5 separate regions of the Mus musculus genome follow, and all the other regions are linked to region 3. The links are chromatin contacts, called in public ChIA-PET and HiChIP or PLAC-seq maps. All regions are on one chromosome and are shown on one strand. Each heading gives the region's core, a stretch centred on a gene start, on an enhancer-like site or on the middle of the called end of the contact. The rest is flanking DNA. Distances are from core to core; before and after follow the strand shown. Region 1 overlaps Lrrfip1 (leucine rich repeat (in FLII) interacting protein 1). Region 2 holds the start of Lrrfip1 (leucine rich repeat (in FLII) interacting protein 1). Region 3 holds the start of Erfe (erythroferrone). Region 4 overlaps Gm35381 (a long non-coding RNA gene). Region 5 overlaps Lrrfip1 (leucine rich repeat (in FLII) interacting protein 1).

The links. ChIA-PET counts read pairs in DNA pulled down with a chosen protein or histone mark. HiChIP or PLAC-seq counts read pairs in DNA pulled down with a chosen protein or histone mark.
Region 1: an RNA polymerase II ChIA-PET map of memory CD8 T cells shows a contact between it and region 3, with 6 read pairs. The contact joins the enhancer-like site here to the promoter of Erfe in region 3. A contact is called at or near these places in 9 of 39 promoter capture datasets (the 3T3-L1 cell line, the C10 cell line, the HPC-7 cell line and 4 more), 2 of 15 datasets of contacts at CTCF or cohesin (the NIH/3T3 cell line and large pre-B cells), 3 of 484 Hi-C or Micro-C datasets (LSK cells, pro-B cells and stem cell-derived neural stem cells), 4 of 115 datasets of contacts at active chromatin or transcription factors (the HPC-7 cell line, memory CD8 T cells, pancreatic cancer cells and 1 more) and 1 of 9 other capture datasets (liver).
Region 2: a contact with region 3 is called in an RNA polymerase II ChIA-PET map of memory CD8 T cells, with 29 read pairs. The contact joins the promoter of Lrrfip1 here to the promoter of Erfe in region 3. A contact is called at or near these places in 3 of 39 promoter capture datasets (the 3T3-L1 cell line, the HPC-7 cell line and liver), 1 of 484 Hi-C or Micro-C datasets (muscle stem cells) and 4 of 115 datasets of contacts at active chromatin or transcription factors (memory CD8 T cells, pancreatic cancer cells, pro-B cells and 1 more).
Region 4: a FOXA1 HiChIP or PLAC-seq map of pancreatic cancer cells shows a contact between it and region 3. The contact joins the enhancer-like site here to the promoter of Erfe in region 3. A contact is called at or near these places in 4 of 39 promoter capture datasets (the C10 cell line, HPC-7-derived erythroid cells, liver and 1 more), 1 of 484 Hi-C or Micro-C datasets (stem cell-derived neural progenitor cells), 1 of 115 datasets of contacts at active chromatin or transcription factors (pancreatic cancer cells) and 1 of 9 other capture datasets (macrophages).
Region 5: a FOXA1 HiChIP or PLAC-seq map of pancreatic cancer cells shows a contact between it and region 3. The contact joins the enhancer-like site here to the promoter of Erfe in region 3. A contact is called at or near these places in 1 of 39 promoter capture datasets (the C10 cell line), 1 of 484 Hi-C or Micro-C datasets (muscle stem cells), 2 of 115 datasets of contacts at active chromatin or transcription factors (double positive thymocytes and pancreatic cancer cells) and 1 of 9 other capture datasets (pancreatic islet).

Annotation. Positions count from the first base shown.
Region 1 is chr1:91,096,172-91,101,255 of GRCm38.p6, forward strand. It overlaps Lrrfip1 (leucine rich repeat (in FLII) interacting protein 1), which reads left to right. Exons shown (of 25, transcript NM_001310732.1): 13 at 4,406-4,441; 14 at 5,014-5,084. Among named protein-coding and RNA genes, the nearest start is that of Lrrfip1, 45 kb to the left of the region's middle. Within about 2 kb of position 2,945, at least 105 of the 459 cell types and tissues checked have an H3K27ac peak or open chromatin away from gene starts, as enhancers often do. A contact at or near this core is called in the HPC-7 cell line, liver, memory CD8 T cells and 2 more, where this site is marked.
Region 2 is chr1:91,050,113-91,055,539 of GRCm38.p6, forward strand. Lrrfip1 (leucine rich repeat (in FLII) interacting protein 1) reads left to right here and starts at 3,332. Exons shown (of 25, transcript NM_001310732.1): 1 at 3,332-3,611. The coding sequence starts at 3,546.
Region 3 is chr1:91,363,295-91,368,720 of GRCm38.p6, forward strand. Erfe (erythroferrone) reads left to right here and starts at 3,136. Exons shown (of 8, transcript NM_173395.2): 1 at 3,136-3,354; 2 at 5,071-5,187. The coding sequence starts at 3,187.
Region 4 is chr1:90,894,951-90,900,029 of GRCm38.p6, forward strand. The region is part of intron 4 of Gm35381 (a long non-coding RNA gene); the gene reads right to left. Among named protein-coding and RNA genes, the nearest start is that of Gm35381, 12 kb to the right of the region's middle. Within about 2 kb of position 1,936, at least 125 of the 459 cell types and tissues checked have an H3K27ac peak or open chromatin away from gene starts, as enhancers often do. A contact at or near this core is called in pancreatic cancer cells, where this site is marked.
Region 5 is chr1:91,067,035-91,072,453 of GRCm38.p6, forward strand. It overlaps Lrrfip1 (leucine rich repeat (in FLII) interacting protein 1), which reads left to right. Exons shown (of 25, transcript NM_001310732.1): 2 at 1,529-1,615. Among named protein-coding and RNA genes, the nearest start is that of Lrrfip1, 16 kb to the left of the region's middle. Within about 2 kb of position 2,762, at least 38 of the 459 cell types and tissues checked have an H3K27ac peak or open chromatin away from gene starts, as enhancers often do. A contact at or near this core is called in pancreatic cancer cells, where this site is marked.

The sequences.
Region 1 (5,084 bases), core at 1,695-4,194, 270 kb before region 3:
TGGGACACAGAAAAGCATTATGTTAATGCTGGACCTGAATCTTAGAAACAACAGGGCTGATTCTATTCTTTCTTTATGCTTTTTTAGGCACCAAGATGCTGGGTTTGTCACCCTCTGTCCTTGGAACAAACAAGGATACAGTGACCTCTCCATCCTGGCCTCTGTGGGAGACCCATGCAGTAGGATGTGCAGCAAGGCAGGGGTTAAAAGATGGAGTTAACACCACGTCACAGCTCCTGCTCCTGACTTGGGGCAAGTAGGCAGAAATAAACTCCTTCAGATGAAGTAGCCCCCTGAAAGGCATATGTTTTTGCTTGGTTTGAGCTGCCCCAGCCATAATAGGACATAGTTTTTGGTGTCCATATTGGTTCTTGGAAAATACCCCCGGCTTAGTATTTCACCAGGAGTAATTACCAGGAGCCAAAGACAGAAGAAAATGCAAAAGTCAGCTGCAGCCCTCAAGGCTTTGCATCTTGCATCTGTCAGACAGGAAGTGAGGCAGTGCTACACACTGGGGGCAGGGTGGTGCAACCGAAGAGTAAAAGTCACCAAACAAAGGAAGTGATGGTTCATTCCCCTTTAAAAACGTGAATATACCTCTGTGTCCATAGGCTACTGCAAGGGCTAAGACTAAAGGTTTGGGGCTCCCAATGATACAATTCTTAGGAGAGCCAAGATGCATCAGCCCGAATGTAAGTGGCAGGGGACGGAGTTCCACCTCATTCCAGCACCACTCCCCACTCCACTCCCATTCTTCTGTAACTCCGTCCCCACCTCCACTTAGCCTTTCCATCCTAATTAGTGTTAACTGTCAGCACAGCCTAGAATCACCTGAAACCAGAGTCTCAATGGAGTAATTGTCTTTACCATGTTGGTCTGTAAAAGATGATTTTAATTGCTGTAGGGGGTGCTGCCTACTGTAGGCGATACCATCCCTAGACAGTCCTGGGTTTTATAAAAAAGCTAGCCATGGTTCCTACCTCCAAGTTCCTGCCCTGGTGCCCCCTCTATGGCAGACTGTGTCCTGGGGGGTGCAAGCCAGATAAAGCTTTTCCTTCCCAAGTTGCTTTTGGTTGGAAAGCCACAGAAAGAAATGTAGGAAGTGCACACATGCGCGCGCACCCCCCCCCCATATTTTTCTCATGTTAATTGAGCACCTAGAATAGTCTGGTCATGAGTCAACAGTGTTAGGCAATGCAAACCTGCCCTCGCCCTTCATGGGATACACAGACTGGGCTAGAAGATGTTCATCAAATAAATAACATAAACATCAGTTGCACCTGCACGAGCCATGAGGGCAGGTGCGTGGAGAGAGGCAGAAGCTGGGGTTAGAGGATCTAGGCTTGAACCACAGCCAAGCAGAGCCAGGTGACACCTAGGGCATCCTCCTCATCTAAGCCCTACAGCCCACTGGAATCCAAGAGAGCTTCCACAGATCTGAAGCATCCTTCAGGAATGTCTCGGGTGGAGCCAGGACTTGCTGTCTTGTGTACTCATAGAAAAGTGCTGAGCTAGCTGTCTGCCCATTCGAATTTGAAAACAAAGACACCCCCACCCCCCCACCCCCCACCCCCGCCCCCGTGATTCATGTTGTCTAAAGAGGCAAGGCAGGGTCCAGGTGGAGAGCAAGCTTGCACCTATGGGTACGAGATTGGATCTAAAACCTATGGTCCACCAAGTATGGTGGCTCATAATGGTAATCCCAATACTAGAGAGGCTGAGAAAGGTGAAGCCTGATTTCAAGGCTACCTTGGGCAACGCAGTGAATCTCAGGCTACTCTCAATCCCGTAAACTCTGTCTTAAAAATAGAATTAGGGCCAGTGTGATGGCTTAGTGGGTAAAGGTACTTACTGTCACGCCTGATGAGTCTGAACCCAAAGTCTCACATAGAAGGGGAGACCAAGCCCCACTAGTTGCCCTCTGACCCCTCCCCAACATGTGTCATGTCATGCACACATACCCCAAATAAATAATACACAATAAAACCAAAAATCCCCACTCCAACAGTAAGCCCCACTGTTACCTGCATTCGAAGGGAATTGGTCCTTAAAACCGGTGCTCCCTGAGCAGGGTTTGCTGTGTCCCTTGTTTTGAGAGGGTCGTTGCAATGGGAGCCTGTTTGCTTTCCAGGGTCTTGCTGTGGCCCACCTGGGAGCTGGGACCATGAGGCTAGGTTCTCTCATACCCAGCTCTTTCTTGGGTCTCTCTACCTTCTAATGGTGACATGCAAGCTGATGTTTAAAATGTCATCATGTGATTCTCATCAGAAACCCACTGAGATGGTGCGGACTGGACTCACTGTGCTACCGTCTTCCTGTAGAGGACTTGGTTTTAGAAGGGAAGGAGTCTTTGCTCCCATTGAAGTTTCTTAGAAGGGACTTGTTTTTAGGAGGAAAAAAAAATTTAGAGGAAGAAAATTGAGACTAGTTCTTGCTCTGGGGCCAAGCATGGCCTCAGAGTCAAACCTTTCTTCCCCAACCTCTCACATGTTAGAATTACAGGCATGTGCCACCATGCCTGGTAAATTTTAGATGTCTTTGAATACACTTAGTGGCAATGATAAAAGACTGTGCCATCTGGAATCCTGTTAGTGGGGCATTACTCTCAACTGCGGAGAACTGGGGAATGGTGATAGAACAACTCAGTGGGTCACAAGAGTCCTATGACTTGCTTGTCCCTTGTGCCTGCTGTGGCCAACAGCAGCCCTTGAGCTCCACCCTTCTGTGGCCACCTTTGGTGGCCTTGTCTCCATGGCAGCCTTCACACCGGTCACGGAACAGCCGTGAATGTGTGCTGTCTGTTATTTTCAGAGGGGCAGTGACATGCTCAGAGTGAAGCATTCCGTCTGGGTTACTTATCTGTCCCTTTGTGTCTGGGGCTTTCTGAAAAGGGTACAGCTGTCTGCTTTCTGGGCCTGACCTGAGGCCAACCTAACCATAGACAGACCAGGCTAGACCGCCATCTAGTGGAGCCAGCGGGAATAGCAGACCTGTTGGGGCCCTTTGGGGCCCCTGGCTGTTTCAAAAAGGCTGACAAATAGATGCACTTTGTCAATTTGAAGACAAAACTAGATGCACTATATGCTGAAGGGTACATTTCATGTATCTGTGTTGAGAGCAGGAACACAGTTTTAGATTTTTCTCCACATGGTCTCTATATCCCCACCCCAAGTTTTCGTATTCTGCATTAACTATCTATGTTAGAGCAAAGACTTTAAAAAAAAAAAAAACTATGGGACATACAAACTATATTTTTCTCTCTATTGGCTTTTTTTGAGGCCTCCACATGCACACACGTGCTCCCAAACATGAACATGCATACACGAATACATACCCAAGGAGAGGGGAGCAGGGCTCTTCCATTCTGTAAATGCATACACATGTTCACAGTTGTGAACATTCATACATGTGCACACCCCCAAGGAAAATGGAGCAGGGCTCTTTAACTCTGCAGACAGTGAGATATGACTGTCTCAATCGGGGCCTGCCTTAGCATCCCCAGATTGTACAGTTAGGCCAGTGTGAACTTCACACCTGCTAATAACCCCACACATGAGCAGTGGCTAGCTGTGACTCCACTGGTCTGTGCAGCAGGGCCCCTGAGTCCTTGCCATGTGCTAGTTAGACTTGGGACACACCTAGAAAAGAAACGGGCATCGGAGGTGCCCACTGGTCTTGTGTTTGGTGACCATTTTCACTTGCTATTCATGTTGTCTGTGCTCTGTAACCTCAGAGCATGGTGGTTACCATTGTAAACCTGCACAGGTATCCACAGAGTCCCAGGCCACTCATATCTGTGAGTCTGAGATGCAGTGTCACTCCTCTTTTGGTGAAAACTCTTGGGGTCAAAGCTAAGAACTTCTGAACTTGGCATTAAGAGGGCAGCAGGTTCTGATGGTGTTTCAGCATGGTGCCTGCGTGACTGACTTCCCAGAGGCCCAGGAATGGAACTTGGTCTCATAGTAGATGTTGAGCAAAGGAAGGGATAGTCCTTAAGTCAGACTCAGCCTCTGTCCCCAAGACACCCTCTACCCCAGGTGTGTACATCCCTTGGGACCCAGCACCAATGCACACTGCTCTCAGCCTCCTAGACTGCTCCAAGTCCCACTGAGGCTTCTATCTGAGGGAAGGAAGGGCCCCAGAGAGGCAGGAAAGATGGGGAGAGCCAGAGTTTAATAAGAGTTTCTCTTTTTACTTTTTAAATTATAGCACAAGCTAGCGTTTCTTGATTTGTGCAGTTGGTTTGGACTTTTTGTTGTTGTTATTGTTGTTGTTGTTGTTGTTGTTGTTGTGTTTCTTTTGTTTTTTAGCATCAATCTCCAGATCAATACAGGTCTTTGAAATGATCATAGGAGTTGTAATTCAGTGCTTTGTAATATTTGACAGCTGTCCATTTCCCCCACAGGTAGAAGAAAGACCAGACAAAGACTTTGCTGAGAAGGTAAGGATTTCTGTAAGCCTCTGCCTTAGCTTAGTTGTGAAACGAGATGGTCTTGGGTGAGGCTGACAGGAACCCAGTTACTTGGTGCTTAATAAAGTAATCGAATGACAGAGGCTACTAAGAGGGCCACACAACATGATGTTATATCCCCAAAGGAGTCCATCATGAGTTGAAATATGAGGGACAGCGAAGAGCTCATGGCTAACCAGACACCAGTGAGACAGCTCCGAATGAACCCTCTTTATCACTAGCCAGAAGTCCAGTAGAGAAACTGAGTTTAAAAAAGGGTGCTCTGGGGCCAGAGAAATGGCTCAGTGGATAAAGTGATTGCTGCACAAAAGTGACAGCTTGAGTTCAAATCCCCAGCCCACATGTAAAAAGCCGGTGTGTTCACACGGACCTGTAGCCCCAATACTGCAGCTGGCCATCTAGCTCACCGTGCCTCACACACATGCTCATACACAAACATGATCACCTGTGGAAGCTAACATTGACAGAAAAGGTTCTGAGATGTTCAACCCGTTGGTAATTTTGGTTTTACCTAATCACATCTGATCTTCACCCCATTCCAGGGCTCCCGTAACATGCCTAGCCTGTCTGCAGCCACACTGGCATCTCTGGGTGGGACTTCCTCCCGGAGAGG
Region 2 (5,427 bases), core at 2,082-4,581, 310 kb before region 3:
TCTGAGTTCAAGGCCAGCCTGGTCTACAAAGTGAGTTCCAGGACAGCCAGGGCTATACGGAGAAACCCTGTCTCGAAAAACAAACAAACAAACAAACAAAAAAGAGATACAGGGCTTAAATAGTATCACCAAGACAAATCTGTGAGCTCACAGGTCGGTCAGGGCCTGGCCATATGGAAGGGGCTGCAAATGCAAAGCCAGCTTATTAGAAATGGCTGCCTATTGGCCATGTTTACCAAAAGGAGACAACTGAGCTGCATCATCAACCTCACAGCTTTTTATATGAAGACCCTGGGCCCTACAGGGCATGGAGGCACACTCTTTGAATCCCAGCAGTCTAGAGATGGAAACAGGAGATTCCAGAGTTCAAGGACAGCATTGGCTACATGATACCATCTGAACAGAGGAAAGACAAAGACCTTTGATACCATCAAGATGTCAGTCCAGTGCACCCAGTGAGGCTCCCCTTGCACTTTCAAAGGTGTCCTGGGGCCTTCTGCCTGATGTTTCGTGTGCTTAGGAGGCTTGAGGTTTTCCAAGCAGAGGCTTTCCTATCGCTCTGCCAAGACACCGTTAGAGTTCTGTTGAGGTGAACATTTATGTAGACGCCCCATTCTACCGGGTGTCAATGTTCATACCTTCCCACATTCCAGAAGTTTGTAGAGTCCCTTCACACTCATAAACCTTGCTGTGCCTTGCAAAACATTAAAAAGGCTGATGTCGGGTTGGGGGGCTGTCAAAGAGGGGCATCAGAGAGGGACTGGCATAAGAATTAATGGAAGGTAGTTTGGGGTCTTTACCCTTTGTCAGAACATAGGTCGATTCATTTACTTTTTATTTAGTTTTAAGACAGGGTCAAACTCTGCAGCCCTGTCTGTTTTGGAACTTTATCTATATACCAGGCTGGCCGAGAACTCAGAGAGATGCCTGCCGCTGCCTCCCTAGAACTGGGTGGGATTTTTTTGTTTGTTTGTTTTTGGAGACAGTGTTTCAGGTAGCCAAGGCTGGCTTCAAACTTGGTGTAAAAGCCAAGGTTGGCTTTCAATTCTCAATCCTCCTGCCTCCACCCTCCAAGTAGATTACATGCAAGTGTAACCAGGACATAGCATTTAGATTTAAATGGCACTGCCAAGGGTCGATAGGAAACATACGGATTTCCAGATTTCTGGAGCTGGGAACCGCCCACGTCTGTCACCAAACAGGACAGACTGGGTTCACCTGAGTCAAAATGTGGCACCTGAGAGAGCAGGCTGTTAGGGTGCTGGCTGCCATAACATGTTGCCATTCTGTGGAATCGCAAGTCTTTTATGTGTTTATCGCTATTCTATGGCTGGTGGTGTATCCCAACTCTTGAGGCTAGGAATCTCACTGTCCTGCTCCCTCCCACTGTCCGTCCCCCCCACCCCCAGGGAGACAGTGGGAGGAGTGAGGGGAGGAATTATCCTTTTCTCTGGCTCAGCCCAGTTCCAGTTCTCAGCCATTTCAGTTTTATGGCCCTGCTTCCTTCTTTCTGTGCGAGAGGAGGCAGCAATGAGTGGGCTGGAAGATTGGAAGGGCCGCTAGGCTAGGACGGTATAGGGTGATGTTCTTTCCTAGACACCAGGCAGAGACAGAGCCTTGTTGTTTATGAGCTTGCTAGAAGCCAACAGATTCCATGGTTCTGGGGATATGCTCTGCAAATTAATAACAAATCTCTTCAGACATTGTCTCCGGACATGCAGAGCAAAGCAAGCTGGCCCCTGGGCTGCTGTGGTGGGGAAGTCCCAGGGTTCCACATGGCCAGAGGCTTAGATTCTCCCTATCTAGGTGAGAATACAGTAACCCGACTCTCTCAGGCTGTGTTATTAACTGGATTCCACTCTCACCTGTAAAGTTAGTCCTAGTAAAACTACTTGGACCCCCATAGAAATTCCACAGCCCTTGCCGTTACGGTGTTATCCAAAACTATTCTCTCTGATTGATAGAGCTTTGTTTGTAAACTGTGATGCTGAAACCAACTGCTGGGAGCAGGTCTTCTCCTTCCCAGGAAGTTTTCCTCATCTGAAACACTTCACCAAAGCTTGGTACCCATTTTCTTTCGGCCTGCATAGTACTCCTCAAACTAGGTCCCCTTCATCCCTTTGGTCCAGGCCATCCTGCCCCCTAGAACTCGTCTTTCTGTGTCTACTCTCTGGTCTACCCAGTCCTTCGAAGCACTACCCAGAGACTTAGTACCAGAATGCTGCTGCCCCACATGTGCATAAGCCAGCGCACACTGGTTCCTTGTTACCAAAAAAGCGTGTCAGCCGGGCTCAGATGTGACTGGCTTCTCTAGATCTTTCTGGAGTCTCCAGTACAGAGAAACAAGGCAGGGGGCCCTCTGATTTTCCTTTTGAGCCCGAAGAAGGCTCTTCTAGGGTGGAGAAAACAGGTCACCCAGGCCATGTGCTCCTGTCCATAGCGCACAACACTGGAACCTTCTGGTTGCTTGCCCGCTTGGCTTTAAGTTTAAATCAGGGGTGCTCCTGCCCAGTGGACGTGGAAGGCGCGTGCTGCGAGTCGGGTCACTGTCCAGCGTGGATACTAGTTCCTCGACGCTCCCTATCGGATCGCGGCTGTCACCTCCGCTTGATTCTCGCTCCTGTCCAGCGTGGTCATGGGCGGTAGCTTTGTGGTCCCCAAAGCCGTGCCGGCTCGGAAGACAGTAGTGACGGGCGCAGCTGCGCTCTGGCAGAGGCTCATGCGGTGTGGTTCCAGCTAAAGCCACGCGTGTCCTAACCGAAGGCGCGCCTCCCTAGGCCTGGGCTGGTCTCCCGCGCTGACTCAGCTGGGGACGGCCAGGGCGTGGCCAAGGGTGGGGTCCCCAGGGTCTTTCCCTCAGTCTTTCCGGTGTCTGCCGCAGGGACTGGGTGGTGATTGATGGCACAGCAGCTTGCTGGCCAGGAGCGGTCTGGAGGGGAGGGAGGCGGTTCCGGAGGCTCTGAGGCGGTGCAAGAGGAGGAGCGTGGGTGGGGCTACGGAGGAGGAGCTGGGGTCCCGGGTAGGCGGGCCCGAGTGGACCTCATGGTAGGAGTGCTTTGGCTGAGAGTGCCATCGTGGGCGAAGCCGACGACTAAAGTGGCAGAATGTGGCTGCGAGGAAGGAAAGTTGGAAGCAGATGGACACAGGCTGGGTGGAACCATAGAGGAAGGGGTACAACCCCCTGGAAAGAGCGCGGGAAAGGGGCTGGGAAGGAAGGAGAGGCGGGCATAGGGTGGGTGGGGCGTGGGGAGAGGCTGGGCGGGGCTGGGGCGGAGTATGCCCCCGGCTCCTCTCTTGCCACCCCCGCCCCCGGCCGGGAGCCACCTGCGCCCCGCCCCGCCGGCCGCACCCCAGCTAGGGAACCTCGGAGTTGGGCGTCCGAGCGTGTGCGCCCAGGGGATCGTTGAAAGTTCTACTTCTGCCTGGACGGCTTTCCTGGATCCCAGAATGTGGCCTCACTGAGAACCCTCTGCCTGTGGACTAGGGAGCGGGTCTTCCGCGCGAACTCTTGGGTGGGAAGTTGGTCTGCACTTCACTTCGGCAACATGACCAGCCCAGAGGGCGCGCAAAACAAGGAAATCGACTGTCTGAGTCCAGAGGCGCAAAGACTGGTAAGAGGGAGACATGATTCAGACCTGTGCCTGCCAGCAACCGCCGCCTGGGTCCCTCAGTTGGTTCTAAGGTCAAGGACAGTGGCCCCTTCAGCTACCGTGGTGCTGCTGGAGTAGAGGCGAGTGGGCTTGGGCCACTCGAAAATCCTGATATAGGGCAGCTCCTGCCTACCATCAGGTGGTTGGCTGAGTGTAAGGTGTCCGTAGGCGGAGCTCTGAAAAGTACATTTTATGCTCCAATGTTCCTCTCAAGGACGAAAAGGAGAGTGGGCTCTCCCTCCACCCCTAGTGATGGTCTTTAGGCAGGCTTTGCCCAGCTGGCTGGCTCTGGCCAGGACCCAACCGAGGTCTGAGATCTGAGGGTGGTGTAGAGTTTCACAGGGAACTGCTGGTTTGGTGTTTTACCGAGTACAGCACCTGGGTCCTCATCCAGCCGCACCACCTTGCCATGAGTGGCTTGGAGGGTTTACAGGTTCTTGACCTCAGGAACACCTTCCTCTAGGATCCAGGGCCCCAGATCCACTTCGGCGGGTGCCAGAAGCCACTTGTGTCTGGGCAAGGTGCTTACGCATATTTTACTTCCCGAACTTACGTAGGGACAGTGGATGAGGACGACGGTGATTGAAAATTGGGCACCGGGGAGTTGGGGGATTTTTGGTTGTTACAGCCTGTGTAGTTTATAGTTTTGGGGTCTGGGAGTTCAGGCAGGATCCATAACCCAAACTAGCCTTGCTCTCAGGATTCTCATGTCTCAACCCTTCCACTATCGGGCTTACAAGCCTGCATCACCCACCCACCCCCCCCACCCCCGCGCGCCTTATCCATGGCTGTGGTTGCTTATTAGTGGGAATATTTCAAAGTAAATTGTACTCTGTGAAACCATGTATTTTATGGAGTTGATACCAGAGAGAGGGGGAGACCCAAGGTTCCCATTTTAGCAGGCTTTTGTGAGACCTTGATAAAAACTGAGCCTCAGCCACTCATTCTCCAGGTAGGAGTTAATCCTGTAGTTAGTTGGTCTTTAAGGAAGAGTAGTCGAGGCAAGGCTGCTCTGACTGGGGGAGCTTCCTCCAAGTGCTAGGAAGGCTAAGTAAACTTTTATTCCAATGACAGACTTGTAAAATGTCAGTTCCTTGCTGAGAATTGCTGGGCTTTTTTCCCCTGTCTGTTTTATAATGTTTATTCTATGTCCCTACTTAAACTTGGGCAGTCAAGGAGGCTTTTGGAGCTGTAACCTGTAGGCCTAGGGAGGGAACCTGCAGGGCCACTTTGGAGCCCTCTTAAGGGAGGCTCAGGGAGGAGAGAAAGCTTCTGAGACATGAGTGTTCAGAACAGAGGCCCAGGCAGACCATAGAAGGCAAGCAGGAGGAGGAAGTCAGCCCTGGGCTGGTTCTAGCGGACAGGAACCAAGTGCCTGCATCCTGGGCAAAGGAAGGAGAAACACCAAACCCCGAGAACAGGGATGTAAAGAAGTCGAGGAGGGGCCCAAGAGGTGGGAATCCACTTCCAACTCCAAGATACCAGCCACAGGTCCCCCTACTCAATTTGGAGCCTGCCTGGGATCCAGGCGGGATACTGTTGTAGCCCAGCAGTAAGAGGATGGAAGCAGTGGTCATTCAGCCTAGCACTCATTGGGCTAATCAGTCCATGTCCAGAATCCAGGAAGCACAGAGTGCTGGATAGTTTGTGAGTGTTTACATGTAAGGCTATGGCCGAATCCATCTAGCAATGAGCCCTGCCCTGCCCCAGATGAGGTTATTTTTAGTCTTTCCTTCTCTCTCTCTTAATGTAATATAACCTTCATACACTGCTCTGT
Region 3 (5,426 bases), core at 1,886-4,385:
AGAAAGGCCACACATCCCTGGGCGAGTGTGAGTGGGGGAATCCTGGAGTAGAGAGAGACACATGGTTCTCAGCATTGCTGAATTGTGCCTAACCTGGTCATTCTGGGGTCAGTGGCATAATTGGTGTTCCAAGAGGAAAGATCTTCCAGCTAGGGAGCTGGGAGTCTAATAAGTCTCCAACTGGGGGCCAGCTTCAAGGGTATCCAGCTGGTGGAGGTGAGCTGTGGAGATCCTAGGTGCTAGCAACAACAGGGCATCCTGACCACCACCAGCTTCCAGAGACCAGGGAAGAGGCAGATGCTGAGAGAACACAGATTTAGCTACAGTGTCTGGGGGTGTGTGTGTGGAAATGTCCCTAACTCTACTGTCCCCATCTCCTGTTAGCAGCCTGACAACCACCCTCTGACCAAAGCAATCAGAACATAGAGAGGGAAGACAAAACACTGGCAGAGTATTCTAAAGCCACCGTGGGGCCACAAAGTGAGCAGGAAGAGGGACAGCCACCAGCATAACACACAGAGACTGGAGCACACCAGACACTCAAGAGATCCTCCTGTCATGCAGGGGATGGCCACAAGGCACCCCAAGAATCATATCCCAGAATCCCTAGGAAAACAAGGACTCGGACATCTGAAGCTAGTGAGGACTTCTAGTTAGAATATAGAGTGCTCCACAGCACATAAAGCCTACAGGAGCATCCAGATCCCTCAGGAGAGCCCCCAGACCCTCCAGGAGCACTCAGAGCCTGAGGGAGCACTTAGATCCCTCAGATCCCTCCGACCCCTCAGGAGAGCACTCAGATCCTACGGGAGCACCCAGAGCCTTCAGGAGCACTTAGAGTCTGAGAGTACTTGAGCCCCCATGTCTCAGTGTTCTAATGCTGTGAAGAGACACCAGGACCAAATCAATATTTTTTAATGATTTACTTACTTATTTAATGTATATGAGTATACTGTAGCTGTCTTCAAACACACCAGAAGAAGGCATCAGATCCCCTTACAGATGGTTGTGAGCCACCATGTGGTTGCTGAGAATGGAACTCAGGAGAGAACAGCCAGTCCTCATAACTGCTGAGCCATCTCTCCAGCCACAACCAAGGCAATTCTTACAGAAAAAGGCACTTAATTGGGGGATTGCTTCTGGTTTAAGAGGTGCTGGGGCTTATCTGAGCTACATCCTGAGCTGCAGGCCAGAAAGACTGGGCCCAGCATGGGCTTTGAAACCTCAAGTCCACCCTACAAGGCAGCACCTCCTAATCCTTCTAATCCTTTCAAACAGTTCTATTCCCGATGACTAAGCATTCTAATATATGGGCCTATGGCAGCCATTGTTACTTAGACCACCACACCCTAGGAGCACTCAGAGCCCATAGGAGCACTCAAGGCCTACAGAGCTGCTGACTGCAAGACATGGTACCTGGGCCTGGATATGCCTTGGTTTGGGGACTCCTTGATTCTCCCAAGGTCTATCCCTCATTTTCCTCCTTTGTATGTTAGGGACAGTCACGTGATCCGAGTACTGATGGTCCATCCACGTTCAAGGCATACATAGCTAACGACACCACTGCTAGCTGCAGGTACTCTTGAGGCCGCACAGCCAGTCAGCCTCAGGCAGGCTCCCACTGTCTTTGAGTAAAGGGAAGATTTCATGCCCATGACCTCATCAGCCTACAGCCTTCCTTTGAAGAAAGAGGGACACGGAGAAAGCTTGGCTCATTGAACTGCCGGGAAGCTGGGTCAAGGCCATGACATGAGGTCCCAGGAATGAGGATTAGATTTCTGCCATGCAAGAAGGCACAGGGAGGTCACTCGCTGCTCTCCTGCCGGGCCCGACTCACTCAGAATGTTCACTCAGACCCAGGCACCACCACACTCAAGGGTCCCACTTCTGAATCAGAGATGCCACTCCTTTGAGGCTGTGGACCCTATGCTTAGCGCCCTGTGAGCTTTGCCATGCACTCCTGTCCTCCTGAGGACCTTGCTTTCAAACAGGACCCTGCAAACATGCGGGAACCTTTCCTGAATGGCTAGAGCTCTGGGGCTATGCGCCTGAACTGGACCGCGTCATTACCTTGAGCTAGGGTCCAGGAAGCCATGCCAGTACCAGAACTATTTGGATCTGGGCCCTCTGGAAGAACCCATGACATCACTAGGACAGTCCGTTGTTTGGGAAAATAACTACTTTCACATGGCAACAGATCTGGTTGTCAGCGCTCCAGCTGGGGCCCTCACTGTGAACAGAGCAGGGTCACTTGATATCTTAGGGTCATGCTTCCCAAATCAAGTCCCTTCTTTGGACTCCCTCTTCTAGCCTTTAAGGGCACCTGGACGCACACAATTTAAGATTAAAACAAATCAAGCAAGCAAGCAAACAAAGGAAAAAACAAAAAACAAAACAAAACAAAACAAAACAAAAAAAGAAACAAAGAAACCCAGGTGTGCTGCTTTATCTACAGCCAATGTAATGACAGCAGCTCAAGGCAGCTAGGCCTGCCTCTCTGGAGGAGAACCACCCAGAAAAGGCCTCCTCGCAGTTCATCCTTTAGGATTTGCCACATCTGTCCTGGTTGAATGCTCCGTGGTGGGCAGTGGGCAGCAGTCTGAGCTCCATCTGCCTGGCTTAGGACATCAGAGGGATCCGACCTTTCAGCCAGACTGGGTCAGTTCTCTGTAGCTGCTAGTAGCAGACTCCGTAGCTGGAGCCTGAGAGGTGCCAGCTGTGCAGATACATCCGGGGTGGGGAAGAGCAGGGAAACCTTAAAAGTGCTCCAGGTTCCCCAGCTTGAAAAGGAGGAGCCATAAGGGCTGCCATATTCTCAGGTACTCAACTTGTCATTAAGGCCTGGAACCATGAGAAAAGAAGAGACCCGGGGCGGGGGGAGGTCCTAAGAAGACGTGCAGAATGGTGCAGTGGGTGTCCTTAGAGAAAGGGGGGGGTGTCTTAGAAAGCCTCGGGTGCAGGGCTAGGAGAAGAGAAGCTAACCCTGGGCTACAGGCAGCAAAGTGGAGGCGTGCACGGACCGGATCGGGCGCCCGCCTCCTCAGGGTCCCCTGTGCCTGCAGAGCGTGCCCTAGCCGCGAGGGGGCGACGGCAGCGAGGGCGGCGCGCGCGAGGCGGGGGATTCAAGCGCGTTATAAGGCGCCGACCTGACCAGCCGTGCTCTTTACTGCCGCCGCCGCCGCCAGCATGGCCTCGACCCGCCGCCCCGTCGGAGCTCGCACGCTGCTCGCCTGCGCCAGCCTACTCGCCGCCATGGGCCTCGGTGTCCCTGAGTCCGCGGAGCCCGTGGGGACTCATGCACGCCCGCAGCCGCCCGGGGCCGAGCTGCCCGCCCCGCCAGCCAACAGCCCGCCGGTAAGACGCAGCCGCGCCCCACATCTTCCTGTCCCGGGGGGCCCTAAGACGGTGGGGAAGGTGGCACCCCTTGCTGCGCAGTGTCCAACACTGGGGATACGTCGCTCTCAGGGGCTCTGTGAGACCCAGGGTTGGGTGGATGCGTCCTCTGTACCGTGGCTTTGGCGGCAGAACTCCACTAGGCCAGTAGGAGAGATTGGGAAAGGTGTGAAATGCAGTTAACTTGCTCCTCGTGAAACTGGAAGACTGGTGAGAGAGCGGGGCTCCCAGATCTAGTTCCTTTTTGTTAGGTGACTGCGTCTGGGAAAGGAGTGATGTAACCAGGCTCTGCCTGCGATCCCTCCCAAGATCTCCACCTGAACTGCTGGGGTGGAGACGCAGGCTGGGGAGGGTGTGGCTAGAGGCCTGGGGAGGGTGGATTGGTAGCCTTCATTGGAGCTGGTCAGTCCTGTTGGTGAGAGTTCAGGGAAGAATTTCAGGGTCTAGTTGATCGCTCATGCTGTGGGCCAGGCACAAGGAAACCCCAGGCCAGCGCGCTCTTCAGTTCTCAGCACCCCAGGGGCCAACAAAACATCCACTAAGACAGCTGGAGATGGTTACAATACCTCCCTCTGCAAGGCATCCCTGGGTCCTTCCACCATCCCATTTCTGCCTCCTTTGGTGGGAGTAAACATGTCCTTGTTGTCTGAAGCCTCCCCCTGACCCCCAGCCATCAGCCTTCAAAACTTTCATGAGGTCCAGACATAGTCACCAGGAAGTGGGGAGTAGGCTGGACCTTCCCAGTGGAATGTTGGCCTTGAACCCTCTTTGGGAGGGGCAAGGTGTCACCAGTTCCCTGATAGCTGGAACCCAGCTCCCACTCCAACTCCTGGGGCCCCTGACCAACATGGCTCCATGTATTTTCGGTGCTGCCCTCAAGTTGACAGTGGTGCGAGTCTGTACACAGGCCACCGGTCCCCTGGAAGGGTCAGTACACCTGTTCTGACCTATAATGGAAGCACTGCACTGTGAGTGTCCACTGAGGGCATCAGACAGCAAGAAGCATAGAAGCCTCCATCATCCTGACACAGCAGCCTGGCCTGTGACCCACAAGACCCCGGTTTGGGTAGTTTTGAGATCCTGGGTCTTTCTGTCAGACACTGGAGTCTGTGCCCTTGACTTCTTCTAAGGCCTCTTGAATGGTTCATTCCTTTCCTAGCTGGTAGCCCTACATGGAACCCAGACCATTAGAGGCCTATTAACTGTCCTATTTGCCAAAGGCCTCTGCCAGGAAACAAGGCCACTCTCAGAGCTTGAATCCTTGGGCCAGTGTTTTAGAAAGCTGAGAAAAGTAAAGGCCTAGCTAGAGTCATGACATCCGGCTCCTCTGCCCCACTGCTCCCCATGCCCTGTGACCACAGTGGCCCTGAGGCTGGTCTCCCTGACACTTCTGACTGTGGGGAGGGACAAAATGACCTGTTGTCACCCAGTATTCATATATTCATAGTCACCTCCTAAGCAACTGTGGGTTCCAGTGACTGTCAAAGGACGGTGACACTCAAGGAAAAGCAAGAAGATACATCCCAGAGCACCTGCTTTGGAGCCCCACTCCTACCTTCCTGCAGCCTGGGCTCCCTCCTCCATGGGCTGGGGATGGGTCGGACACTACCTCTGAAAACACAAGTGACAAGGGCAAGATGCTACCAAGCAAACCTACTGTGGCCATCTGTGTTCCAGGAACCCACCATTGCGCATGCACACAGTGTGGATCCCCGGGATGCTTGGATGCTGTTCGTCAAGCAGAGTGACAAGGGGATCAACAGTAAGAGGAGGAGCAAAGCCAGGAGGCTGAAGGTGAGCAGCTTGGGCCCACCACCTCCCCGAGCCCCTAGTACCCTTTCCAACAGCAGAAGCCATGGAAAGAAACAAGGATCAAGTATGAAGCTGGCGTCCAGCAAGTCAGGAGTTAGGAGCCCTCAGGATGCCAGGTCCTCCCCAGATTTCCCTTCATGGCCAGAGGGAGAAGCTCACCCAACATATGCTAAGGAGTTGGGTTGGCTTCGGGCTGCTGGAATGGTACAGGATGGGAGCCT
Region 4 (5,079 bases), core at 686-3,185, 470 kb before region 3:
GGAAGGAAGGAAGGAAGGAAGGAAGGAAGGAAGGAAGGAGAAGGGGAAGGGGAGGGGAGGGGAGGGAGGGAAGGAGGGAAGGTAGCCAATAGCACAGACTTCCCAAGACCTCTGAAATTCACACAGCCTTTCATAGACATTACCTCATGTCACTCCGTAGCAAGCCCTTAGAGGACAATTCTGGACAAGAACTACAGCTGTCAGAGAAGTTGGACAGTGTGTCTAGTGCAGGAGAGCAAAGCGGGGGTGTGGGGGTGTGGAGCCAGGCCAGGGGCTCTCTCCTCTGCTAGATGCTAGACATGAGACTGAGAGAATAGCCCGGGAACCTACTCTCCCCTTTTCCTCTGTCCCTGCTGAACAGCCTGAAGCTCTAAGCCTAAGGGCTTCTCTAGTGCTCCAGACCACATGGTTGACAAGCTGATCAGACAAAGATGTAGGGTACTAAGGACCCCTGAGCATCTATCAGTCAACAACAGGCCAGAACTAGGAAGCAAGCAATCCACTGTCTATCCCTTGACCACATCACAGAGCACCGAGACAGTCATCACAAGGTCCCCAGTAAGGCCACAGAGGCCACTTGATCACTCACCACACATCTTGCTGCTCCAACCAGGCTCTTCCCAAGACCTCCTCCCAAATACATGGCTTAAAATCACTTTTGGCTCAGTCTGGCTCTAAGGAATTCTAAGTCAGATTATCCATCCACACTACTAAACTGGTAAGTCAAGGGCTGGGGATGTAATTCTATTAATAGGGTGCTTGGCTAACAGGCAGAAAGTCCCAGCCCCATCCAAATTGCAGCATCAAGCCAGGTGTGGTAGTGCAAATCTGTAATCCTAACACTCAGGAGGTTCAAGGAGGGGGACCAGAAGGTCAAAGCTGTAGAGGCTAGCCTGAGACACATGAGACCATATCTCAGAAAGGAGGAGGAGGAAGAGGAGGAAGAAGATGAGTAGGAGGAGGAAGAAGAGGAGGAGGAATAGGGATAGGAAGAGGAAGTGGAGGAGAAACAAAAGGAGTAGGTGGAGGAAGAAACGAGGTGGAAGAGATGAAGAAAAAGGAGGAAGAGGAAAAAGAGGAGGAAGAGGAAGAAGAAAAGGAGGAAGAGGAGGAGGAGGGAACAACTGAAACCAAGCAAGCAGGTGTGTCTCACATGCAAAGACTAAGCAGGCCTGGCCCTGCTTTAACTTGAGGAAATCTGGCACATTCTGGACAATATGGCCATAAAAAGATCTAAGTAAATTTTCTATACCAGATAAATCATACATGATGCCCATTAACCCAGGAGAGCAGAGGGCTGTGCACAGCTAACCTGACCACATTCCACACACACACACACACACACACACACACAGAGAGAGAGAGAGAGAGAGAGAGAGAGAGAGAGAGAGAGAGAGAGATTCAGAGACAGGAGTGGCTACTAACCAATGACCTTTCTTCAAAGCAATGTCCAAGCCAGTGGGAGAGTGTCAAAACCCATCAGTCATGTCTACCCCAGCAAAGCACACTGCGCATAGTGACAGACATGATCCTGGTTGCCAACCCTGCCCCTCAGCTCATGGACTCAACAGGCTCACAACGCCATCAGCAGATGCCTGTCGTAAGTTCCCTAGGTCCCCAAAAGCTAATCTCCCCTTTGCCAGAGGCACATGTGCTGAAATACGGGCACCAAAGCCTATGATCACTCCATGTAAAAAAAAAAAAAACAAAAAACAAAAAAAAAAAAAAAAACAGAGATACAAAATTTAGAGCACTTAGCATGGAACCTGGCCCACCTGGGTGAGTGGTAAACTAAAAATAGACATGAGTCACGGTTGGCCTGGGAGGGTGGATCTCAGTTCCAGCAAGAGCACACCCTCCCCTTCCCCCGCCCCAGCACCACCTAAGGCAGCCAAGGAGCAGAAGCCTGTGTGTACCCTATGTGCAGCCCAGCATGGGCAGGACACTCAGTGCACGTCTTTGGCACCGGCCTTCTGTGAGTCACATGGTTGTGGAGAGCCCTGGGGCCTGCGCCTTGCGTTCTGCTGAGCGTATCTGGAACCATCTGGCCAGGCACTGGAGCCCGCTTGGAGTCCCTGGATAAACACATCCCGTCACTTAGGAAAACAGAATTCGGTTTTCCTTACTTGATGAAGGAAGCCTCTGGGGGGTAGTTACAGAAATGTGTGCAAGACTAGGGGAGGGAGTTGGCCAGCTTACTAGAACAGGAAGCCGAGGGTCTTTGCACAGCACAATGCAGAGAAAGGTGAGAGAAAGCAAGAGTGAGGGAAAGCAGCCCCATTGGAGGTGTGTCCACAACGACCAAATTTCACAGTCACACATGCTCTGATTTACACACAGGCTCCATTCCAGGGCTGTTTCCAAGGTAATTGTTTGGAGTTTGGGACGGAATTTCCCGTAGAAACTGCTCACTGGCGGTAAACTTAACCCACTGAGAGCTTTCTCCACTATGCAAGGAACTAAAGACATCATTGCTTCACTCTTCCCAGTCCTTCTACATCATATGAATCATTGCTTCAGTGAGAAATTAATGCTCATGAATAAAACAAGAGATTCTCTCTTGTTCCTCTGTACCACCCACCTCAGTAAATAGAACTTGGGACAGGTTCCCTGGAGCAGGTAAGTAGAGAGAGGTGTCCTAAGCTGACTATGAAAGCCAAGGCTATGTCACTCTCTGATCAGACACTCACCGTCTCTGAGCCTTGCTCACCTCTCCCGCAAATAGTCCCTACTTGTGCTATTGCCCTTGATGTTATTAAGCGCTGGAGTATATAGTGCCCAAGAACAGAGCTTGACTGGCATTGCCTGTTGCCTCTACTTTTATGCACAGAGGAGAGAATTCAAGGAAAGCAATAACAAAAAGATGAACCATGTCTATTTTTTTTCTTAATCTGATCATCATGCCTGGTTTATGGCATTCTGTAATGAGGATCTAATGATGGATGGATGGATGGATGGATGGATGGATGGATGGACAGACAGAGTGAAGGATAGACATGTGGATGTAGAACATGCACATACTGTCTTCTGAGCCACTGCCACTAGCTTGAGTTTAGTACCCTTCTCTTAGACCTTTATCAGTTGTCTTTCTCCTTGCTGTGACAAAACACCTCATAATAATTACTTAAGGAAGAGGGGGTGTGTTTTAGCTCAGAGTGTTTCCCATCATGATGGGGAGTCGTGGTTGTGAGAGTTTGGTCTGGTGACATTTCACCCACAGTGAGGAAGCAATACCCAGTGAAGCCTCAGGCTCAGCTTGCTTTCCTTTTAACACAGTCTTTGACCCCAGCCCTATGGAAAGATGCTGCCCACACTTAGGGTGGGTGTTCCCTCCTCAATTAACCTAATGTGTCTAGGAATATCTAATCCTTCACAGATGTGCCCAGGGGCTTGTTTCCACAGTGATTTTAGGTCCTGTCAAGTTGCAGATACTAACCATCACAGACTTACTCCCAACCCTACCCACAGGCAGGCCTTGATGCTATTGAATCCTATCTATTAATTACAATTGCCTGTCCTCTGGCTCTGAGGAGTCATCTCTCTGCTCCAGCCTTTCTCTAGGCTCTTTGCCACCAGCAGTCCCAAGGGCCATGCCCATGGAGGCATTTTTCATGGTTATCCCTTAGCCCAGTTATCCCTTTGCCTCCAGCGTCCTCTGAATCTCACTCTCCCATGAAGCTAGCTCTCACTTCCCCACACACCACCAGCCTTGGTCTCTTATCTGAGAGGCAAAGTCAAGTTGAGTCTTCCTGGTGACTGTTTTTATTTTTAGACCCCATCAGTACCTTAAGTACAAACCCAGAGTCCCTCTTACAGGTTTTTCCTGCCTCAAGCATTTCATCCCTGGTCTCCATCCCCTAACAACTATAATCCCCTCCCAATAGCAGATTCTTAGGAATAGAAGTCCCGATTCCTTCCTTTCCTCGGATTCCTCCCCATCTGATTAGTCACTGTATCTGCACCTCCTTCCAGGTTGCCTGAATTCAAGTTTGTCTCTGGTTGGCTCTAATTCACTGATCTCTTTTGATGAAAAAGAAAGCAAAACAAAATAAAACATTAATAGCACTACTCAACAAACTCCCCAGTCATAGTATGGACATGTTACCAGCTTCTCTTTCATGGTTTTGTTGTCTATTGCTGCTGAAAACCCCTTCAGTACTCAGTGGCTAAGACCAGCCTTCATTCTATGGCTATGATTCTGTGGGTTTGGCTGGGTGGTTTTCTGCTGCATTGAGTGTGGGCTGGGACAGTCACCCAGGAGCTCACTGCCCTAGAGCATCCAAGATGGTTCACACACATCTGAAACCCTAGCCCTGGGCTTGCTGAGCGAAGCCTCTGCCCTTTTTTTTTTTTTTTTTTTTTTTTAGTCTGAGTTTCTCTCTTCTCTGTGTGGTGTCTCAGTGCTTCCAAAAGGTAGGAAAGCATCAGCTGTAACTGTGTCCATAATAGAAACAGCATCATTTCAGCCACATTCCATTGGTTCAAAGGAGAATTGAGCAGGAGAAAGCTTTTCAAAGCCACGGGCATCTGGAATTGCGATTCACTGGGGCCGTCCTCCTATACAACTTCCATACAATCCATACAGCCTCAAGCAGTCAGTAGCCTCTGCTACCCATAGCCATTAACATTTTTAAATTGTGGACTTTAGAGTCAGTCTGACAGAGAAAAGAGAGGAGAGAGAGAGAGAGAGAGAGAGAGAGAGCATGTGTTTAAGTTGAGAACTGAAACACCATTTCTCCTCACATTCCATTCACTTGACTACAGGAGGCCTTAGAAGTGAGACCATGTTTACTCCTTGGTTGGCCTAACCTGTTTCTTGTCTGCTTCCTACTTCCCATACAGAAGTATGGCCAGTAGTATTGAGCACAAGCAACAACCTCACACCCTATAGGTGAGAGTAGGCAATGGGGCACCCTCTCCTGGAAGTCCGTGTGCTTGTTAGTTCTGTTAACTTGATACAACATGGAATCATCCTGGAAGAGAATCTTAATGAGAAGTTACCAGATTGTACTGTGGGAGTGTCCATGGTGGGTAGCACCATCCCCTAGTCAGGTTATCCTGAATAGTATAAGAAAGAAG
Region 5 (5,419 bases), core at 1,512-4,011, 300 kb before region 3:
CAACAATGAAAAAATTTTAAAAGAGGAAGGAAGGGAAAAGGAAAGACTAGTTTGTCTTCTGATATATATATATATATATATATATATATATATATATATATAGTGTGTGTGTGTGTGTGTGTGTGTGTGCATGTATATGTGTGTGTACATATATACATACATACAGTCAGTCAGGGAGGTAGTATGCAGGTCAGCCCTCAGTACCTATCACCTATGGGAGTGTGCCTCTGGGGAAGCCAGGCACGCTGAGGCTCTTGCCACTTCCTGGCCAGCCCCACTAGCCAGTTGAGGGCTGCCCAGAGAGTGCTGTTTTAAAATGACCAGGGAATCAGTGAGACATTGCAAAACTCCAGAGTTGTGGGTAGAAGAATTATTGACTGTGTATCAAGGGAGCTTACCTGCCAAGAAGGAGTGACTTGATCCCAGAGAATACCTGAATTCTTGAACATTCTGCCTTGTACTTCCTTCGATGCTGGGATGTATGAGATAAGAACATTCATATGGTCTATAGACATGCAACGGGGTCAAAATGCCATCTATAACCCCTTAGTTGGCCTAGTCAGATGTGTTCTGACAGCCAGGGTCTCTACCATCCAGAGCCCTCCACTGTGCCCTTGGGAGAACCCGAGCTTCTTACAGGGGAGAGGGAAGTCATAGGGCAGCAGGGTGGGCCACGAGGGATTGGCAGGAGTCTCACAGAGTAGATCTGTCTGTCTGTGAGGCTGTCAGACTGGGGCCCTGTAGGAACCCCGGACTCTGATACGGGACAGGGCTAAGGAATGTGTCATACAACATAAAAGAAGCTCTTAGGACAGCATCCACCTGGCATTTGGTTAGGGCTCAGTGGTCGTCCTCCTGTCCTCAGGGGACAGCAGATGGTGCCAAACTCTGCTGAGCTGTGTTTCTCCTGGACATATGTGCCTATGATGGATCTTTATGTCTAAGCCGGGCACAGTAACAACAATGTTGCAGACCATGGCAGTCTCAGCATAGGCTTTTCCTTTCCTTTTGGCGTCAGGAACTTTCACGTCTTTATTAAAGGGAAGTACTTCTAACCTCTTCTTTGGCATATGGAAACTGTCAGAATCACCATTCCCTGTGCTTGGGGGCCATTGCTAAGTGAAATGAGGGCAGGCAACCTCAAGACAGGTTCTGGCTGTTGCTGGCGCGGAGCTGACGGTAACTAACAGGCAGATGGTGGAAACTCTGGGCAAAGCGAGGCAGAACAAAATGGTGCCGGATTTGATCACGCGGCTCAGCATCGGACATGTTTAAATAATCCTTTATTTCTGAGATTTCCCATGTAAGGTTTTTGGACTTTGGTGGACCCCACCCAGCTAATTGAAACTAGATAAAGGCGGAGCTCCCCTTCTTCCTACTCCTGACAACCCTGCCTCTCCGGTGCATCTGTGAATCACACAGTGTGCTTGTTAAGCCCTAAACAAGATTTTCTCTCTACTGTGTCATTAACTACATGCCCGGAAGTTGCCTGGTCTGTTCTCTAACAAGGTTTCTGGGTCTGTTTCAGGCGGAGGCCAGGCTCGCAGCGAAGCGTGCAGCCCGAGCCGAGGCTCGAGAGATCCGGATGAAGGAGCTGGAACGGCAGCAGAAAGAGGTAATGGGGGCTGAGTGTTCCGAGGTTGGCTCTTTCTCTTTCAGGACTGTGAAGACAGCGTACCTGCTGCTGTTGGGCACCTGCTCTCGTCATTGTCACCTTAGTGTTGCTCCAGCTTGGAATGCGTGTGCTCCTTGTAGTTCTTGTTCCAGATTAGCCCCAGAGTGCACACAGCATGAATGCTGGACATCTGTTCCAGGTTAGCCCTGGTGTGCACTTAGCACAGATGCTAGGCATGGCTGTCCAACTGGAGACCTAATGGAGCCAGAGAGATGCTCGCAGCCTGAGAGCTTGCCCTTTAGTCGTAGTTCCTAGGACAGCTTTCTAGCTGAGAGGAGCTTGAGAGGATTGGGTTTGGGCTTCTAACAGGGCGTTGGGGGGCGGGGGAGTAGGGTCTGGATCCTCTTAGAACCAGAAAAGACCAAAATGATTTTCTTTTAATTTAATTGGTCAACTTCTTTCCTTTAAAAACAAAATTGCTTTGAGGCTTATTAGTATCTATCAATGGTTAGTGTAAACTTTGGAATAAGTAGCCACAGGAACAAATAAATGTGTTCTAGGGGACCGGGGTGGTCATCAGTACCTTCAACCCTTCATCTTGTCTACTGTGGGTTTTTAAAACCTTGAGTCAGAATTTTGTTCCAACAGCCAGCGTGTGGGCTCTGTAAGTACGTTAGGGTCCTGGCTTCTTCACAACCTTTCCTGTAACTGATAAATGATCCCTCTGGGGGAGTATTTGCTTCAGCCACATGCTACTGAGCTTGGCCATGCAGATTTGAGACCAGCTGCTGGAGTCGTCCTCCATGTACAGGTTCTGGTTCTGTTAATGGACCCCAGCTGATGCTCATTGTCTGTGTAACTTCAGATGGAAGCTTGGGATTCCAAATTCTCTTAAGACCAGCAGGTTCCTCCTCCAGATCAGCAAGTCCCAAACCTGTCACGTGTACTGTAGGGGTGGCGGATCCACAGCTTAAGATGTTCACCATCCTCGGCCTGGGGGCTTTGCCATCCCAGGAGGAAATATATCAGCAGAAGAGGGGATGTGGCCAGACTTGATTTGGGGAAGGAAACTTGGAGATAGCGTGTGGGTAGCTGTAGAGTGTTGGGAGCCACAGCCTAAAAGGGGTAACCAGAGCCCCAGTGTGGGGAAGGCAGTCAGGGCAGTCACCACAGGGAGGGACCTCACCCCTACCCTGTGGTGATTACAGAGTGACCTTTAGATAGGTTTGGCAAGCGTCTCCTTTATGCTAAGCTATGAGCAGAAAAGTAACCCAGTATTGGAAAATGACTCATTTTTTTCTTTCCGGTTACAAATACAAATGAAAAAATTTCAAAAGTGTAATGTGTTTAGTCTTTGTGATTTTACATTTAGAAGTTGGTACTTTTGTGTGGTTTTTGTTTGTTTGTTGAGACAAGGTCTTTCTATGTAGCCTTGGCTGTCCTGGGACTACCTCTGTAGATTAGGCTGGCCTCAAATTCACAGAGATCCCCCTGCCTCTTTGCCTCCCAAGTACTGCAATTAGAAGCGGATGCCACCACCACCTGGCCTTATGTGTGTTTTTTTTCTTTTAGTTCTCTGGGAAAAGCTTGGGGTCAGTGTTTTCCTAGCATCTGTCTCCCTTCTGAGCAGGTTTATTTTTCAAAAATCAGAAAATAAGTGGTCCTGGGTTCTGCGTTAATTATTTGGGCTTTACCACATGAACTGTGATTCACAGCCCCTCGAGTTAACTGACGTGCCTCCCTCTCCTGGTCTCTTGGCCGAGGGTCATGTGGGCCTAAGGGGAGTCAGGCCAGGTAAACACCTGTCTGGCTGCTCCCACCAGGAAACATCTTCAGGAAACTCACCAGAGACAAATATCTGGGCCCACAAATGGAAAATAGGAAAAGAGCCTACTGCTTTGTAGGCCACTGTCACGCACCTCTGAGCGGGCCCCGCCCAGGCCCAGGGAACCATCCCAACTTGAGCTCCTCGGCTAACGTGGCTGCATCGTACAAACTGGGCCAATTTATTTGGACTGAATATTTAATTTTTATTTTAATAACCAAGTCCCAGCTATTTCTCAGACCTCCTGCTATCATTTTCTCTGTGAAACATTTCTGCTCGTTCAGTAGACACTTGTGGGCCTACTGTGTGCAGGGCCCTGCTAACCCTTCCCATTGACTGTGGGAGCCACAGAGTAGTTGCATGGAGAGGTAGATAGTTCTGTGGCTGGAGGCTGCTGTTTCTTAGGGTTACAGAGGGTAGCTCTTGTCATCTGCCGAGCCAAGAGTCCTATGGGAGCACCCCCTCCAAGACTGCTCCCCATGCTCTAGGCTTCTCTACTATCCCCTCACCCTGATTTTCCCACAGTCCTTTGCTCTTTTTTTCTTTCTCTTTTTCCTTTTGGCAGCAATGGGGATTGAACCCGGGTTCTCATATATGCTAGGTATTCCATACTGAGCCCCAGACCCAGCCCTAGCAATCTGCCAAAATTCCCAGGGTGTTTTGCTGCTCTGCTAGTTCTGGGGGTCAGCTGCACTTCATGTCTCACTGTCCTTCCAGTGCATGATGTGCCTCCCCGCTGTCTGTTTCCACTCTTATCAGAGACAAACCAAGAACTCTGGGCAGTGGCATACGATGAGGCTGTGAGCTGGCCCCACGTCATGCTCATACTGTTAGGTTGGGTGACTTTCACCAAGATGTACAATTCCCACAAAGGTCAAGGTGAGTTGTGTGGTATGTCTACATGCATCCACTAAGTAATACTTGAAACTGTATTCATTCTTACTGATGGGTAGCATTGATTGGCATATGTGCACGATTATATTTTTTAAAGCTTCTACAAACCCCTGGGCAGTTAGCTGTGAGTGTGGCAGTGCCCACCACCAGGAAGAAATTAGTGAGTCCTTACACTTTTTATTTGAGCAGAAGGACACCAAATATCTTCTCATGCTGCTTTTGAAGCAGAATTTGCCAGACAGAGTCCACACCTGTAGCAGGGACCACATAGGAAGAGAAGCAATAGCTGTCCATCTAGCTGTCCCAGATCTGGCCTAGTCCAGGCGGTACACATATATGCTTACATACATACGTGTGTTCAGTGTCAGCGGGCAAGTCTATAGAGAAGAGAGGGAACAGCTAACAGCCCAAGCTTCCAGCCCAACCCCACAGCCCCTCACAGACCGCTCTGCCTGCCTTCTCAGTCCAGGCTATTATTAGCAGCATCAGACCCAGCTGGAGCTCATACCATCTGATAGCCCAGGGCACTGGCATTTTAAGTTGTTGATTAAGGAGAAATGAATATGCTTTGGATGACCAGTGTTTAGCCAGTGGGGTTGATATTTTGTTATAAAACTGGGAAATGTGATCCTTGCTTTCTCCGGGTCACGCTGCTGCTGAGAGGGAATGGCTTTCATAGAGAAAAGGGTTGGAGCTAAGGCAGCCTGGACGAGCTGAGGAGGCCTCAAGCCCGTGCCAAAGTTGGGGTCCCTCAGGAGAGCTTGCAGAGCATGAAGAGAGCAAATATGGGAAAGGCAGAAGTGCTGGGGTGCAGGTCTGTCACCAGGTCTTAGGACAATGAGCGGTATTCAGACCCAGGGTACTCTAGGTGTCCCTGGTAAGGACCGTCAGCCACACAGATGGCAGGAGCCAATGCAGCAGCAACCTCAAGCTGTGCTTCAGGACCGGTTGAGTAGATCTGAACTTATTGATGGGCTCACCAGATAGGAATAGCATGTAGGGGTATTGTGGGGGTCCTTGGACTGATTTGACCGAGAGTTTAGACTGATGGAAAGACGTGTGTCTCGATGCCACTGACTGTATAT